2 separate regions of the Mus musculus genome follow, and region 2 is linked to region 1. Evidence: chromatin contacts called from public HiChIP or PLAC-seq data. All regions are on one chromosome and are shown on one strand. The core of a region is the stretch at or near the end of the contact, and the rest is flanking DNA. Distances in the headings are between cores, read along the strand shown.

The links. HiChIP or PLAC-seq counts read pairs in DNA pulled down with a chosen protein or histone mark.
Region 2: a contact with region 1 is called in an H3K27ac HiChIP or PLAC-seq map of epiblast stem cells, with 6 times the contacts expected there. The contact joins the promoter of Psme1 here to the enhancer-like site in region 1. A contact is called at or near these places in 6 of 39 promoter capture datasets (the 3T3-L1 cell line, the C10 cell line, cranial neural crest and 3 more), 8 of 115 datasets of contacts at active chromatin or transcription factors (astrocytes, embryonic forebrain, embryonic hindbrain and 4 more) and 1 of 9 other capture datasets (pancreatic islet).

Annotation. Positions count from the first base shown.
Region 1 is chr14:55,077,065-55,080,832 of GRCm38.p6, forward strand. All of the region lies in intron 1 of Zfhx2 (zinc finger homeobox 2), which reads right to left. Among named protein-coding and RNA genes, the nearest start is that of Zfhx2, 13 kb to the right of the region's middle. Within about 2 kb of position 1,702, at least 107 of the 459 cell types and tissues checked have an H3K27ac peak or open chromatin away from gene starts, as enhancers often do. A contact at or near this core is called in embryonic forebrain, embryonic stem cells, epiblast stem cells and 2 more, where this site is marked.
Region 2 is chr14:55,576,710-55,580,477 of GRCm38.p6, forward strand. Psme1 (proteasome (prosome, macropain) activator subunit 1 (PA28 alpha)) reads left to right here and starts at 1,785. Exons shown (of 11, transcript NM_011189.1): 1 at 1,785-1,904; 2 at 2,886-2,918; 3 at 3,062-3,124; 4 at 3,222-3,332; 5 at 3,405-3,450; 6 at 3,621-3,718. The coding sequence starts at 1,866. It overlaps Fitm1 (fat storage-inducing transmembrane protein 1), which reads left to right. Exons shown (of 2, transcript NM_026808.1): 2 at 1-243. The coding sequence ends at 218.

The sequences.
Region 1 (3,768 bases), core at 452-2,951:
ACTGGGCTCCAAAATGGGGGAACAGCTTAGCACACAGTAGGGCTGCTTAGCATGCAAGCAGTCCTGGGCTCAGTTCCCAGCTCTGCATCAGTTGGGGGCTGGGGGTAGGTTCATGCTTGTAATTCCAGTACTCGGGCAGTAGAGGCAGGAGGATCAGAAGTCCTGCCTACACAGCAAGTTCAAGACTAGCCTAGGATACATGAGACCCTGTAGAGTTAGAGGGGGTTAGGAGCGGGGAGGGAGGTTGGTTTGTGTGTGGGAGGAGCTGTCAGGCCTTCTTCAAAATTATCAGTTCCCCATGAATCCATCTAACTCCTCTTTCTCTCTGAATCAACAACAATCTCTAATGATAAACTGTCTAACATTCAGGCCACACTGGTTCAGAGAAAGGGCGAGGGGGTGGCCTCTTACTCCTTGGGCCGTCCTTAACCCTCATCTCCAGAGTCCCAGATTTGATATGGGTCCTTGGTCCAGGAGCCTGGTTGCTTTCCCACTTCCCTCTTCCCTCCTGCCCCTGGGAATCCAGCTTGGCCTGAGTCAGAACCTTCAAGAACCTTGAGGGGCAGAACTAGCATGCTAATGAGATGCAAATAAGTACCTGGAAATCAAAGGAAAATGACGAATCTGGGTGGGGCTGGGGGTGGAGCCCTAGCATTGATGGAGAAAGGCATTCCTTCTGAGGATCCTTGGTGGGACAGAGGATGCTAAGTTTGTTGGTTTGTGAGGGTTCAGTCATTTCCACAGGCTGGGCCCCACTAGATAGGGAGAGCTGAGGGTTGACATGGTGGGCCCTTTAACTCACCTGCCGGGGCAGCAGACGAGCCCCGCTTACAAGCATTCAGCTCCCTCTTGGCTCTCCACTCACAGTGCTACATCACAGCTCAGAGGCAGCCTGAATAGGACCCGACCCTGGAGTAACTCCCAGATTCCCGCTCTCTCTAAAGCTTAATTCTCCTACTAGAAAAGGACTGCTGGGTTGCTAAGTAGAAACCAAAGGGGCTCAGCTTTTGGCCAGCTTGTGGGTGAGACCCGTAACACAGCCGGGTAGGTCAGCTGGTGGCTTATTTAAAATTGCAAATCTCTTCCCTACCTCCCAGCCTATCCCTCCTCTTCAGGAGAGAATTTCCATTGCAAATTTATCTCTCCCCTACCTATTTCCCTCGTCCCTTTCTCCGAAGTTTCTCCCACCGCGCACTAGCGATTAGACTTTTGTGGCCAGGGTGTTCCCCACTTTTAATCCTTCTGCCTCCCGCTTCTGACTTCCCCCTCTGAAGCTCTAAGCCCCCTTTTTGTTTTGCCCTTCTTGCCTTGAACTGTTGATGGCACGAAAGCCTCTAAAAAATCGGGGCTCATCTACCTGCTATCCCTAGCCAAGATTCTCAGTCACCCCTGTCCCACAGCCATTTCTTCCTGTGGTTCCCAGCATTTCTTAAGAGCAGCTCTCCCGTGGGCCTGGTCTCACAGGAGGGTAGAGGCAGAAGGCAGCCGCCACAGACCATGACATTACAGCTCAGAAGGAATTGGAGCGAAGGCGGCTGGTGTTCTGGAGGTGGGGGACAGTAGAGGAAAGGGCTGGGCCTCCGCAGAGCAGGCAGTGGCAGCCGTGTGATTAGAGCGGAGATTGATGTGAAGGGGCGCCACAGACCGCAGAGCGAGTCAATAAAACCGGAGGATCGCATTAGAGGCGACAGGGAGAGCTTTAAATTACAAGGCTGCTGCCACCACGGGGAATGGAAGGAGGGAGCCCTGGAGCCTAGGGAGGGCGGAGAGTTCTGAGGGTGCAGTCGCCCCGAAAGATGGATGGATCGACAGCTCTAAAGCGGCCCTCAGTCCTGGGAGCTCCCTCGTGGCCTTCCATTCTTCCCTCCCGTCCCAGCTCCTCACTAGGGTGAGGTGGAGAGGAAGGGATAAGGCAAGGCTGTGGAGAAACAGGCTTTTCGTTCTGGGAACTGTCTCCTTCCCCCTTCCGCCAGGTTTTCCTGTCTGCCTGTTACTCAAGAGAGGGAAGCCTGGGAGTGCTTTCAAGGCTCGACAGGAACTGCTGTCCCGCAAACAGAAGGCAGTCATAATTACTGACCTGAAGAGTAAGGCATATATGTACACACACACACACACACACACATATATCAGGAGGCAGAAACTGAAAGGCTTGAATTTGAGGTTCAGCATACAAGTGGAAGATCTTTAAGGTAGTCTTTGAGACCCTGTAGGATGGGAAACTGACAGACAACTAGAGAAGTCCTGGAGCCAGGGGGCAAGGGCAGAGCATGGAAATGGAGTTAGAGGCGCCACAGAATTTGAAGCCACGGTGGCCCAGGGTGTTTCCCTCCAAGCCCCACCTGGATCAGATTAGGAGAAGCACCACTGCCCCCTGCTGGTCACAGAGGGAACACCACCAAGCCCCAGCTCTGCAAACCGAATAAACAAAACCTGCCCCCCTCCATTTCCTCAGGCCCAGTGAAGGGCAAAAGATTTTGTGGCAACAGCTTGGGCACCAAGACTCTACCAGCCCTGAGCTTTACATCTTCAAGTGTAAGAGACCAAAGTCATGCTGGCCCGGGCCCTCACCAGCACTCAACCTTGCTTATCCAGACTACTTCCTCACGTGGAAACCTGGGAGTAATGGGGTGAGGGCCATAAGGGCAATCAATATACAGAGTGCATGGCCTGGGTGTCAGTGAGGGCCATGCTCTACCCCCTGCTTGGCCATCCCCTCCCTCGGGGCAGAGCACAGTGTTTGGAAGGAGGCTGGCATTCCTCCTGCTCCGCCTCTCAATGGGGCCAGGTTCACACCTAGTCCTCCCACCATTTACTGCTTTGCTTGGCGATTATCCCTCTTTGCCCCTCCTCTAAAGCCCAGGCTGGCAGTAGATTACCCATGATCCTCCTGCCTCAGCTGATAGGTCGAGATTCCCTAGGAGGTTGGCAGAACTCAAGCCTTACTTACTTGGCCTTGGTTTATTGTTCTGCTGCTGGCGATTGAACCGGGGGTCTTGCATATGCTGGACGAGGCTTTACCTCTGAGCTCCTCACTCAGCTCTTGGCTGCTGGGTCTGGAGACACTCATCACCTCAGAGCAAAAGGAGGATGTTTCCCCGGCTCACACGCAGGCTAGGGAAGCAGCTAATACTGAGCCCAAACTGGTATGGCCTCCCCCTGCAGCATTTACATTCCCTTTGGATCTGGAGTCACAGGCAGTTGTGAATCACTAGACATGGGTGCTGGGAACTGGGACCTCACAAGAGCAGTAAGTGATCTCAACGGGCCGGGCAATCCCAGCACTTGGGAGGCAGAGGCAGGTGGATGTCTGAGTTCGAGGCCAACCTGGTCTACAAAGTGAGTTCCAGGACAGCCAAGGCTACACAGAGAAACCCTGTCTCGAAAAACCAAAAAAAAAAAAAAAAAAAAGTGATCTCAATGGCTGAGCCATTTCCCCCGCCCCCCTTTTCCCCTTTGAGACTCGGTCTCATAATGTAGCCCTGGTAAGTCTAGAACTCTCTCTGAAGACCAGGTTTGTCTTTGAACTCAAAGTGATCCTCCTGCCTCTGCAGCCCTAGTACTGGAATTAAAGGTGTGTGCTACCATATCCAAACAGTCCTTTGATCTTATTTTTTTTTTTAAGAAAATATCGATCTTCTAAAAATAATTTTTATTTACTCTGTGTGTGTATGCAGCACACAGGCACTCATTGTGGGTCAACAGGCTTGGGCACAGGTCCTGTGCCTTTATGGACCGAACCATACTACTTTCTGGTCCCTCTAGTGCTTT
Region 2 (3,768 bases), core at 535-3,034, 500 kb after region 1:
TTTTCCTACTCAATGTGCTGCTGCTGGGCCTCTGGAACTTCCTGCTGCTCTGCACGGTCATCTATTTCCATCAATATACCCACAAGGTGGTGGGTGCGGCAGTAGGCACGTTTGCCTGGTACCTTACCTATGGCAGCTGGTACCATCAACCCTGGTCCCCTGGGATCCCAGGCCACGGGCTCTTCCCTCGATCCCGCTCAATGCGCAAACATAACTGAAAGAAATAAAAGCATACCAGGCCTGGCTCTGTCTCCTCCGATTCTTTTCGGGACGAGAGAGAGAATGGGAAGGGTAAGATGCTCAAGTTCCTTCCTCATCATTTCTTGAAGTTGCTGACCTGTGTTTTCCTGTACGTGACTTCCATCCTGTTGGTTTCCGGGTCTTTCGGGGGCTGTGATGTCGAGGGACGGTACCACTAAAGCAGCCTTTAGATGCACCAGCTTCCCTCTGCGGATGCCAGGGCTACACAGAAAAACCTGGTCTCGGGAAAGAAAAAGTTGGAAAAATATTTCTGGATGTGTGAAAATTACATGAAACTCAAAATCTCCAATCCATAAGTTAATAATTCATTTATTTATTTTATTTTATTTTTGGTTTTTCCAGACAGGGTTTCTCTGTGTAGCCCTGGCTGTCCTGGAACTCACTCTGTAGACCAGGCTGGCCTCGAACTCAGAAATCTGCCTGCCTTTGCCTCCCAAGTGCTGGGACTAAAGGCGTGTGCCACTACACCGGGCAGTTCTATTGAAAGTCATCTGCACTAATTAATTTCGTGAGCTGCTTTCCTTTCAGGGTTATTACTATTCTGATTTTATACACACACACACACACACACACACACATATATATATATACACACACATATTTGTATATACATACATACACATAATTACTATATTACTACCCGCATATTAACACTTCCCAAAACTAAATAGCTATCACTAAGCCCTTGCAGAAAGTTTGCCTGGCTCCTGTTTAAACCATTGTATTATCCTGACTCAAAAACAAAACAAATGACAACAACAAAAATGGCTGGTATCAGAGTCACAGGTGCCAGTGGCCGTACTGAGCGGGGAAAGTACTTTCTGAAAAATGGTGGCGGAACATTTGAAGAATGATGGCAGAACATTCTCTCAGAAAAATTGACATCCAAGCTGAGAACTGGGTGAGGACATTAAGGGGAAGAGTGTTGCAGATTTCTCAAGGGCAGAGTCCTTGGAGCTGAATAAACACTGCCTACAAGTATTTGCTTGTGTAATGAATGAGTGTGGAAAGCAATGGACTTGAAGAGGATTGTGAAAGAAAAGTCTTTATGGATTTTATCATAGAGGCCTGAGTCCCTGCTGTGGGGGAGTGGTTTATTGGGGAATAGAGGGTGCCACAATGGCTTTGTGCAGAGCTGATTGACTCTTGTATAAGGATGGTGCCAGCATCTCCGCATAATCGTCTGGTGGGCGGGAGTATATTAGGCAGGGGACCACGCTGGGAAGACGAAGAGAGACCAGATCATACTCCAGATCATTAAGGATTTTAAACCCCCATGTAAGGCTTATTTATTGCCCTGGCCCTAGCAGAAGCAGGGGGTGCCGGGAAATGGCAGGCGAGGATGGGAAGGGGCAGGGGTGCTGGCGTTGGTTGGGAGGCGGGCCTGGCTGCCAAACGGAGAGACCCGAGCGCCGGGCGGAAACGCTACTCCGGCTGCTGGCGGAGCCCCCGCCTCTCAGTAGGCTGTCCCCGCCTCCTCCAGTCCCTCCACTCCCCAAACCCAGGAAGGCCGTGCAGGTTTCGAGCTGTGCTTTCGCTTTCCCTTCCCGCTGCCCACCCCAGGTTCCTCGTGCGGCGCTCACCACCACCCCCCGGCTCTGGCCATGGCCACACTGAGGGTCCATCCCGAAGCCCAAGCCAAGGTGAGCGTTGCGGGTTCGAGTGGGGAGTAGAGGCTTTAGAGAGGCGTGGTTCAGAGCAGACCAGAGCTCTGGGGGAGCCCACTTCCTAGCCCCCCTCACCTGAGTGGGGGTTGGGGGGGTTCTGCTCCCTAGCTACTGCCAGAAGCACCTGATCCCTTGGGAGTAGGTGAGGCGGCTGTGGTCCAGTGGGGTGAAATGGAGCCTAGAAGCTAGTGTGAAGTCTGCTGGCTTGGGGCCAGGGCTACACACAGAGACCTTGAGAGGGACTTGCCCTAGCCACCTCAGACTTTCCCTCGGAAAGGGCACGCACCTGCACTCTCTCTGCCCACTGTCTTAGGGTTCTGTTTGGTTTGAGACAGGGTCCCTCTATTATGTAGCTCTGGCTTTCCTGAAACTGGATATGTAGACCAGGCTGGCCTTGAACTCAGAGTTCCACCTGTCTGTACCTCTGGAGTGCTAGGATTAAAGGCCTGTGGTACCACGCCTGGCCACAGGGCTCTCTTATCGCCTCTTGCACAACTCTGGTGACCCAGAAATAAATAAATATATATATACATACACACACACACATACATATATATTTTTTGATTGTTTTGTTTTTCGAGACAGGGTTTCTCTGTGTAGCCCTGGCTGTCCTAGAACTCACTTTGTAGACCAGGCTGGCCTTGAACTCAGAAATCCACCTGCCTCTGCCTCCTGAGTGCTGGGATTAAAGGCGTGTGCCATCACACCCAGCTTGCCCAGAAATATTCTTATCCCCAAATTCAGCCTCCCTTGGGGATCCATTGAACTCTTCCCTGATTCAGGTGTGCTGAAAACTACCATACCACCCCAGGCCACCCTATATAGGGACCCATCTGACTTTCTTCAGATGTGGCTTCTCTATTCCCCAAGTCAGCCCCTACACCTAAAGGGAACTGTCCTCAAAAGAACTAGCCTTAAAGCTAGGTTTCTGAAGGGTTGCCTATCTATACCCTACAGGTGGATGTGTTCCGTGAAGACCTGTGTAGCAAGGTAAGACCTAACTCATCAGGGACCCCACCCCCACCCAGCTCCCCCAACTCTGGCCTCCCTCGCTGGGCAGTGTGAGCCCTTACATCACTGCCTTGGAAAGGGTGTTTGCTTCTGACCCTGTCCTCCTCCACTGTCTTACCCAGACAGAGAACCTGCTTGGGAGCTATTTTCCCAAGAAAATCTCAGAGTTGGATGCGTTCTTAAAGGTACTCGGGGGCTCCCCAGGCAAGGACTCAAGAGGAGCCCAGGGATGGGGGTGGGGTGAGATGAGAGGAACACCCTCATCTCCAGCCGTACCACTAGGAGCCAGCTCTCAATGAAGCCAACCTGAGCAATCTGAAGGCTCCATTGGACATCCCAGTACCCGATCCAGTCAAAGAGAAAGAGAAGGAGGAGCGGAAGAAGCAACAGGAGGCAAGCTGGGAGACCTGGGAGGTGGGCCAGCCATAGAGAGCATCAGCCTCAGTCCTGTCTTCCTCCCTACAGAAGGAAGAGAAGGAAGAGAAGAAGAAAGGGGACGAAGACGACAAAGGTACGGGGAAGCGAGGTGCTGGGAAGACACTGGTGACCCAGAGCTTCCAGGCTGCGGTTCTGCTTTCCCCTTTCCAAACTTCGCACGCCCAGTCATTCCCTGACCCACTGCGCGCTCTCTAGGTCCCCCCTGTGGCCCAGTCATTCCCTGACCCACTGCGCGCTCTCCAGGTCCCCCCTGTGGCCCAGTGAACTGCAATGAGAAGATTGTGGTCCTCCTGCAACGCCTAAAACCTGAGATCAAGGATGTCACTGAGCAACTCAATCTGGTGAGCTCTTCCGCCTTCGTCTCGGCTCCAGGCAGTGTCCTCAATGGTCC